Regions from separate parts of the Rattus norvegicus genome. Here region 2 is linked to region 1. Evidence: chromatin contacts called from public Hi-C data. All regions are on one chromosome and are shown on one strand. Each heading gives the region's core, a stretch centred on a gene start, on an enhancer-like site or on the middle of the called end of the contact. The rest is flanking DNA. Distances are from core to core; before and after follow the strand shown.

Region 1 (4,474 bases), core at 1,260-3,759:
AAGCTCAGTCAAATTAGCTTTAATAGGGTGCTAGAAGCCAGGCCTGGTGACATGGATCTCCCATCCTAGCTACTCCAGAGGCTGTAGCAGAATTGCAAATTTAAGGCCAGCACGGTCTACAGAGAACAATGGAATTATTGAGTGAGCCATCCCAGGTTGGGAGTCACGATGCAGAGTCTAATACAGGCTTCGAGTCAACAATCATAATCGATGCACAATTTTAAGTTTTATTTCGTGAGTATGAGCGTTTGCCTGTATGTAAGCATGTGCGTCCATATGTGCCTGATGCCCGGGGAGGCCAGGAGAGGGTGTCAGATGCCCTCCAGCAGGAGTTGGGATATCATGAACCCTCATGTGGATGCTGGGAAATGAACCCATCCTTTGCAAGATCAGCAAGCTCTCTTACTTTTACTCTTCCTCTTGAGCTTGCTCTCCAGCCCTGTCTATAATCCTAAAGAAAACAAACAAACAAACAAACAAAAAACTATGTTTCTCTTTTACTTTATGTGTATGACTGATTGCTTGCATGGTGTTCACATAGAGGCCAGAAGAAGAGGTCTGATCCTCTGGAACTGCAGCCAGTTGTGTGCTGCCACATGGGTACTGGGAACAAACAATTGTCATCTTGTACGAACAGCAAGTGCTCTTAATCTCTCTGGCCTTGCTATATATAAATCTCTTCACCATGTTGCCCAGGCTGGTCTCCTGCACTTGATCTTCCTGCCTCTGCTTTCTCAAGCAGCTAACTCACGATTCTTTGTGTTTTGAAGTCAGAACGCATATATATATATATATATATATATATATATATATATGTGTGTGTGTGTGTGTGTGTGTATGTATGTATGTGTGTATATATATATATATATATATATATATATATATATATGAAGGATTCAGTACCGTATGCAGTTGAAGACTTTGCAAGTTTGCTTGTTGTCTCTGAGATTCTAGGTTCTGTGGGTCAGGAAGTTTGGGCATCTTTAGGGAAGAATGTTTCTAGTCAGGAACACAGAGATGGTTTTCCTTATGTTTCAGACCCTTTCACCTTCTACATGATGGCGGATTATAGGACCTATCGGCGTCCTGATGCTGACTATCAAGGGCAAATACACTGCTACCGCTTACTGAGTGTTAGGCAGTCCCCTTCTGGGGAGACCTGGCAGACACCACTTCCACTAGAGAGGGCAGTGAGGTCAGACTGAAGGAACAGTCCCATCAAAGTCTCCTTGGTGAACCGATGAGTCGACCAGGGTTGGTTATCAGTCAGGATTCACTCACAGGGCCATCAAAAGCTCAAAGGCAGCTAGGTCACTGAAAACCGGAATCCAGCTAAGTGACCACTCACAAAGTCTGCATCCCTGGAGCTTCCAGCACAACTTGCAGGCAGCTCCACTGAAGAGTCTCTGTTGCCCCAGCAACCCCTTAGGTCACTCACTACCTTGAAGAGGGCCCTCGGGAATCTTCTGGATCTCACAACCCTCCCTCTAATGCTTCAGTTCAGAGTAAATGGCTACACAGTAACAGGGAATGATCAGAATCTAGGGTTACCTCATCACGTTTAGTGTATTAATTCAAGAATCTTTTGATTACCAGTTTGATAAATTCCACTCGGGTTGGATATGGCAAGATATGAACTTCATGGGAAGGCATCAAAACTAGAAACTCAGGAAGCAGAGGCTGGGGCATTAGCCAGCCATGTGTCTTCGTCTCCGTTCCTGGGTGTCCGCTCCAGCGCCGCACATTTTCCCCTATTACACAGGCTTCTTCCAGGTGTCAGGAAATGTGATACTGCAGCCATAGTCTGAAATCCTCCTGTCTAAAGGAAGAACTGTGACTTACCTGGAGTGGGATTCCATTCTTAGTTACACACGCACACACAGAGACACTAACACATATACATAAATAAAAAATAAAATCTTTAAAACTGGCTGCAGGTGATGGAGCGCGCCTTTAATCCCAGCCCTTGGGAGGCAGAGGCAGGCGGATCTCACTGTGCGTTGGAGGCCAACTTGTTCTACGTAGTGCTTTCCAGGACAGCCAGGGTTTCATAATGAGACTCTGTCTCAAAACAACAAACAAAACAATAACATCCGCATAGCTGTCACTAAGTGCGTTTCATCAAATAGGTATAGTACAGTGAAGGGACTTAAAAACAAACAAACAAAACAGGTCTAGGAGTCAGCAAGGATCCTAAAAGTAAATGGGGATGAACAGTTCAGCAGAAAACGTGACGAGCTGGAGCAGGGAAAGGACCGCAGCGAGTGCTGCAGCAGGATGGGACGTGCACCGCGGCCTCGCCAATTTCCTAGCCACTGAGAAACCCAGGAAGGAGTTATTTCGTCGCTATGTCTACAGCAGGAAAAACGATGGATCGGTGGCGCCTAGCCAGAGTGGTTAGGAGATGACACCGGACCTAGAAGGCTCTCGGGTCAAGCCGCGGGAGGAGGCAGTTCCTGCGCGGAGAACCGAACCGGCCCACGTGAGTCAGGCCGCCCCGCCCAGCCGCGCAGACGCCGCTGGACTCCGCAGTCCGGGCTGGGGCTGGGACGGCTGTGCCAGGACCAGGCAGCCGCGCCACCGCGCGTGCACGCGCAGGTCCAGGACCCACCCCCAGCCTCTACAGCGAGCAGGCCCCGAGGAACCATAGCAAACCCCGCAGGAGCGGGCGCCTCTAGGCCGTGAGTCCGGGCCCTGATGGAGTGCTTGGGGCCCAGCCGCCTGAGGGTGGATTGGGGAGCTGCCTCTGCAGAGATCAGGGTCACTGTGCTCTCTGTCCCCTGTGAGGCTGCCAATCCCCGTGCTACAGTCCCCTCCCTTACCCCTACACTATAGATTAGCTGGGAGGAGAGGGGGATCCTGATCTTGGGATGTCTGGATTCATTTCACTGACTTTTTGAGCCTGGATGCTTAACCCCACTGTCACCCCACCCCACCCCAACTTTCTTTGTAAGCCTGGCCAAATTTAGGAAATTTTTTTTTTTTATTCTTTTTTTCGGAGCTGGGGACCGAACCCAGGGCCTTGCGCTTCCTAGGTAAGCGCTCTACCACTGAGCTAAATCCCCAGCCCCTAGGAAATTTTTAAAATAGAGTATGTATGTGTGTATGGGGCGGGGGGGGATTGGGGGTGTCTTCAGGCCTTTTCTTACAAGCCAAAGGGGTGGAAACATCTGTCCCAACCTCAGTCTCCATGACTTCTGCCTATTGCTGGGTGTGGGGAGGCTCCCTGCCACCTATAGGGGAACCTTCCTAGTGGCTGCTTGATTGACTTAATGGTATGTTTCACTCATGAGGCCTCAGTTCTTCCTTCTGGTCATAGACGTGTGGTCAATGGAACGTCTTGTCAGTTCATACTCAAAAGCGATTATTAGGGAAGAGAGAGAGGGAGAAAATCAGCATGGAGCAAACTGAGTCCCATGAACATGTACCAGGAGCACTAGAGGGGAAGGGACAGACTTGCAAGAGAGGCTTGTCATTGTGGGTTCAGGAGACAGGGGTTCCTTAGTGTGGAGGAGGAGAAAGAGACCAGCGCTTCAAGCCCTGGGTCTCTGCTGTAGCCGCCTTCTGGCATTATTACTGTCTTCCTAAGAACAGGAGCCCCACGGTAGCCCCTTAGTCACTCTCTGCAGGTAATTACTGATACCTGCTATGGCTGGCTGGGTTTGCTCTAGAGCAGAGGTTCTCAACCTTCCTAACACTGCGACCCTTTAAGACAGCTCCTCATACTGTGGTGACCCCCAAGTAGTAACTTGTTGCTACTTCCTTTTTGTTTGTTTGTGTTTGTTTTTGTTTTTCCGGACAGGGTTTCTCTCTGTAGCTCTGGCTGTCCTGGAACTCGCTCTCTCTGTAGACCAGCCTGGTGGTAGAACTCATGAGATCCACTTGCCTCTGGGCTCAAGCACTGGGATTAAAGGCGTACATCACCACCGCCCAGCTTCTGTTCCTACTTAGTAACTGTAATTTTGCTACTGTTATAAATCGTCATGGAAATGTGGTTCTCTTATGGAATATATCTGTCCATATCTATACATCTACATACATGTAGACATATGTTCCTTTTGAAAGTATAATTTGTTATTTAGCTGAACGTCTTTTTAAAAAACATTAGCATATCTGTGTATGCACACGTGCATGTGGGTGAACAAATTGGCCAGAAGACGAGGTTGGGATGAAGCTAGCCATACAGGCAGTTGTGAACCACCTGACTTGGGTGCTAGGAATGGGACATAGATCCTCTGGAAGAGCAGCCAGTCCATTTAACTGCTGAGCCTTCTCTCCAACCCAAGTTTGTATTTTTAGTTGGAGGAGGGTCAGTGGAATGGCTGTGACAATCACTTGGGTCAAAATGACCAGAGCTAAAGGAGAGTTTGACAAGATGTGGACAGTGAGGTGGCCATGGGAGGAGGGTGAGTAGTCCAGGTCCTCCTAGGCATCTGGGTGGCTAGACTCAGCAGAGTGTCCTGCCAGAGGACGC
Region 2 (4,474 bases), core at 1,056-3,555, 130 kb after region 1:
CTCCTGCCTTTTACCAATTCAAAAGACAAACAGATCTGGAGGCAAACAACAATAATAACAACAGCAGCAGCAGCAGCAGCAACAGCAAACCACCAGCAAGAGGCCCTCACATTCTTAGAACACCGCAAATACCAAACGTCAAATTCCAGGACACACGTTAGGTATACAGAGAAACCCCAAAACAGAAACTATATCCCAACAGGCACAGATACAAATCACAAATAAAGTCACAGCAGCGAACACACACCAAGAAACATCTCTGCCTAGAAGAAGAGGAACATATAGTCTGCACAGGACCCTGAGCTCAGAGACACAGACACTCTTGGAGGCAAAAGACCTGACTAGGAGCACACAGCCAGTCACAAGCTAGTCAGCACTTATGCTTTAGTAGGCTTCGGCTGAAAGAAAATCTGCCCTGGGAGGTGAGGGGAGATGGAAGGCGTGCTGCCCCACCCCCACCCCCCAGGTTCTGCTGGGAAGAAAGGAACAGAAAGCATTTGCCAGGCTCCAAAAAACGTTAAAAGCTCAATAAAGTGGAAGCCATTGAACAAAATCTGTGGTAACAGAGCTCCCCTTCCCATTTCTTAGGAAACAGGGAAGTGGTTTAACTCGTTCTGCAAATCAACTCCAGATCCACCAGAACGCCCTTCCTTCCGTGAGGGGAGGCCAAGCAGTTGTAGCCTAGTTAGTGCGAGCCCACCTCAGGCAGCGAACTCCTGAGCAAAAATCATCCAGCCAAGCGCCACTGCCCCTCTCCTGGGCAAGGAAGGACGTTCCGTTGACCACACAGCCTGGCGACGCACAGGAAACAACAGCCATGATGAAAGAAAATGGGTCTGAGCGCCCAGGGCCTGCACCGTCACGCCTGGCTCTGCCCTGGAAGTTGCACACCATTCCTTACCTTTCTTGATCACGGATTGGTCCAGGAGGCTCATTCCAGGGTCATCTATCGCCTGCAAATAGAAGAGGATGGCAGTGAGGGCCCGGATGGACCTAGTCGCCTAGTCGTCCGGCTGTCCCTAGTCTATGTCTGCTCCGACCTATGAGTACCACCGGCTGCCTGAGGCGGCTACCGGGGACAGGCGTAATCGGGAATCGCCTGGGCTCAGCACCATCTGCGTCCAAGCAGCAGCCCAGCCTGGACGATTACCAACTCCTGCGGATAGACAACTCCTGCGCCTCTCCTAACCCCTGCCCGGATTGTCCCGGCGGACTGGGACTGAGTATGGATACCCACTGTGGTTCAAGCCCACAGTGAGGAGAGAAAGAAGTGATTCCACGAGGGTCGCTGCCACTCAGGCACGGCAAACACTCAGATCGAAGCCACCTTTTGGCTAGACAGCATCTAACCGAGGACTCCCTGTCGGAGGCAGAGATGGAAAGTTGCGCCTTGGAGAACAGTCGGGCTCCTGCTTTTGTTACTTTTTTGCTTCCAGCCAGGATGCTAAATCCCTGCCCATTCGGATCCACCGTGGCTCACTCTGGACTCACCTGCAGTTCCTCCAGACCGGGCGGCGCCGCCAGCCCGGGGAGACCAAGGGGAGCATCTGCCAGGCCGTGCGCGCCGTCGGCCAGGCTGTGCAGGAGCCGGGGCACTGCGGCGGCGTAGTCTCGGCGCGGGTCGAGACCCAGAGCGCGGGCGGGCGGCGCCAGCAAGCCCGGCGGCTCGTCGTGGGCCCGGGCGGCCGCGCGGGGTGCGGCCCAGGCGGCCTGCGGGGGCTGTGGCTGGGCCAGGGGCGCTAGGCCGCCGTAGGGGTCCGGGGCCAGGTGCGGAAAGGCGGCGGCGGCGTCCGGGCCCTGGCCGTAGGGCAGCTGCGCCTGCGGGTAGGGTGGCGGGAAGTAGGGAGGGTGATAGTCCGTGGTGGCAGAGGCGGCGGGAGTGTGACACAGTGGCGGCGCGGGCCCGTAGGCCGCCTGGGGCAGAGACGACAGGCGGGTCCCGCCAGCCGCTGCGCACAGCCCGTCGGGGCGCTCCTGCAGAAGAGGAGGCGTGCGTTAGGGGACCCATGAGGAGCCGAAAAGTCACCAGCCAGCCCGCGAGGTCCCCTCCAGCTCGCGGGTGTCCTGCAGCTGTCCACCGGCGAGTGCCCCGCGGGCACAGCGGCCCCAGGCTGGAGACCAACCACGGGTCTCCGCCACCAAGTCCTGGCTGCCGAGAAGCCCTGCGGTCCCCTACCTTCGCGATTTCGTTGGCGCAGGGGGCAGGAGGTTTGGAAGATCCAGCAGCCAGGCTCCTCGATGCCCTCTGCCCAGTGTGCCCGGGACCCGAGATTACTCACCATGGCGGAGTATGTGTGCACCAACATGGGGCGGGTAGTGTGGGGCGTGAGGCGTGGCGGAGACACAGCCCTCGTCCGACGGCCAGGGGAGAACTGGAGCGGGGAGCCCTCACAGCCCGCGGGGATCACCGCCTGGCAGCTGGGGGTAAGTCTGCGGGGAGTCCAGAGGGTGTGGGGTCCTCAGCGGGGGACGCCCGCGGGTGCGTCCATGGAGATGGGCTGGAGGGAGCTGATGGCCCTTGAAAAAAGTAGGGCAACGGGTGCCCAGCGCCCGCCCTCTGAGCTCAGCCCGCTCCATGCAGTCTAGTTATAGTGGCGGGGGCGCGCCGGGCCTCTGGGGGCGCGCATTAAAGAGACAAGCTATGGCCTATCTCAGCCTTTTCCCTTGGCTGTCGAAAGGGAGGCGTGGCTCTGGTGGGAACCGGTGGGGTGAGGAGTGAATGAATTCGAGCCCTGCTGATATGAGCTCCTTCTGGTCTGCAAGCTTGCAGCTGTGGTCAAATGGGATTCAAGGCTGGAATGCAGCTCAGGGGGTCTGTGTTCCGCTCGGGCCTGTACATTTTCTATTTACATTTGCTTATTACATTAATTTATTTAGTGGAGGGGTGGGGGGGCACGCGTGTGCCAGATGCTAGTGTGTAGGTCAGAGGACAACTTGCAGGTGTCAGTTATTTTCTTCCATCCTGTGGGTCCCTAAGGTTCGAACTCAGGTCCTGAGGCTTGGTGGCCAGTGAATTAACCCAATTAACCCCAGTGAATTAATAAACGATCTCGCCACTACCGTTGAAATCTTTTTAAATGAATGCTTAAATGCACGCGTTCACCTTTGAGTTTGAGCAAAGCATTCCTTATTTCTGGTATCAGCTTTCTTCCCTGTTAGATGGCCTTTTCTTTGACCACCCAAGGGTGAATGAGGAAGACACTGGTGAGTGGCAAATTCAAACCCTTCAGCTCATGTGCACACTTGTCAGTGTGTGTGTGTGTGTGTGTGTGTGTGTGTGTGTGTGTGTGTGAGAGAGAGAGAGAGAGAGGGGGAGAGAGAGAGAGAGAGAGAGAGAGAGAGAGAGAGAGAGAGAGAGAGAGAGAGGTTAGCAGTCTCTCCTTCATAGTTTTGGACCAAAAACCACTCTGAAGATGCCTGCTTCTCTCAGACTTTCTGAGCTGGTAACCCTCAATGCCAAGCAAGGATCCTTGGATGTTGAGGACAGAGAGAGTCCGAGTGTGGCATGATTTGCACCTAAGAAGAGGCCAAAATGTTTCTGAAGCCACAGGAGACTGGGCTGGCTGTGACTAACCTGTGACACAGAAATGGTTGGTGTGTAGCCGACACAGGGTGGAAGGGATGTGTTGTGACACTTGTGCACAGTCTATGTATTCGTGTGTCACCATGGTAGGTGCTGTCTCTCTGCGACAGTGTGCCCTAATCGTTACCACCAATTCCTCTCCTTTTCTCCCCCCAAATCAACCATTCTGTCCCAAGAAGCAGAAATGGGGATTACAAAAAGGCAGGTGAGAGAAATCCTAAAGGCAATGAGAACTTCAAAAGCAGAAAGTTTTCTTTTCACGTTGAAAGTGGGGAGGGCGGGGCTGGGGATTTAGCTCAGTGGTAGAGCGCTTGCCTAGCAAGCACAAGGCACTGGGTTCGGTCCCCAGCTCCGAAAAAAAGAAAAAGAAAAGAAAAAAAAAAAAAAAAAAAGAAAGTGGGGAGGGGATAGACACAGTCGCAGTGCTCACTCACCACATACCATGATTATTGAGTTTCCTGACTCACCAATTCCTTTGTCACCCTCATTTTCAAGTGAGGACAAGGCCCATAGAGGTTAGGTGACTTACTGGCCTACAGTCAAACAACTAGTTCTGTGGCAGCCCTTCTCCAGCCTTTCTCTGTGCTCAGGATCATTTCTTTTTCTGTCTCGGACTCAAGCATTCACAATTAAGTCTGACTCCTGAGTGGCTGTGTAATTCTGGGCAAGTCCGGCTTCCTCTCCAAGCTCTGTTTCTGCAACAAAAAGTAAGGGAGGGTGGAGAGGAACCGCTGTTTTCTTCTGTTTCTTTCTAGTGAAGAAAAAGATGAGAAGGTAAAAGTAACACTATTGAGAGATTAGAACAGTAACCTCTGTTCTGGATGACATCCAAGAATGCACATGGCTAGAACAAAGCTCAGCCTGACACACAGGGTTGGGGTTGGGGAGCTG

Evidence for each region. Hi-C and Micro-C count contacts between places; a contact is called where the count stands out from the background.
Region 2: a Hi-C map of psoas muscle shows a contact between it and region 1, with 4 times the contacts expected there. The contact joins the promoter of Tfap2e here to the promoter of C5h1orf216 in region 1. A contact is called at or near these places in 10 of 12 Hi-C or Micro-C datasets (the A7r5 cell line, Schwann cells, frontal cortex and 6 more) and 1 of 1 datasets of contacts at active chromatin or transcription factors (oligodendrocytes).

Annotation. Positions count from the first base shown.
Region 1 is chr5:144,182,572-144,187,045 of GRCr8, forward strand. C5h1orf216 (similar to human chromosome 1 open reading frame 216) reads left to right here and starts at 2,510. Exons shown (of 2, transcript NM_001107981.3): 1 at 2,510-2,681.
Region 2 is chr5:144,312,313-144,316,786 of GRCr8, forward strand. Tfap2e (transcription factor AP-2 epsilon) reads right to left here and starts at 2,306. Exons shown (of 7, transcript NM_001191764.1): 1 at 2,280-2,306; 2 at 1,492-1,974; 3 at 902-953. The coding sequence starts at 2,306.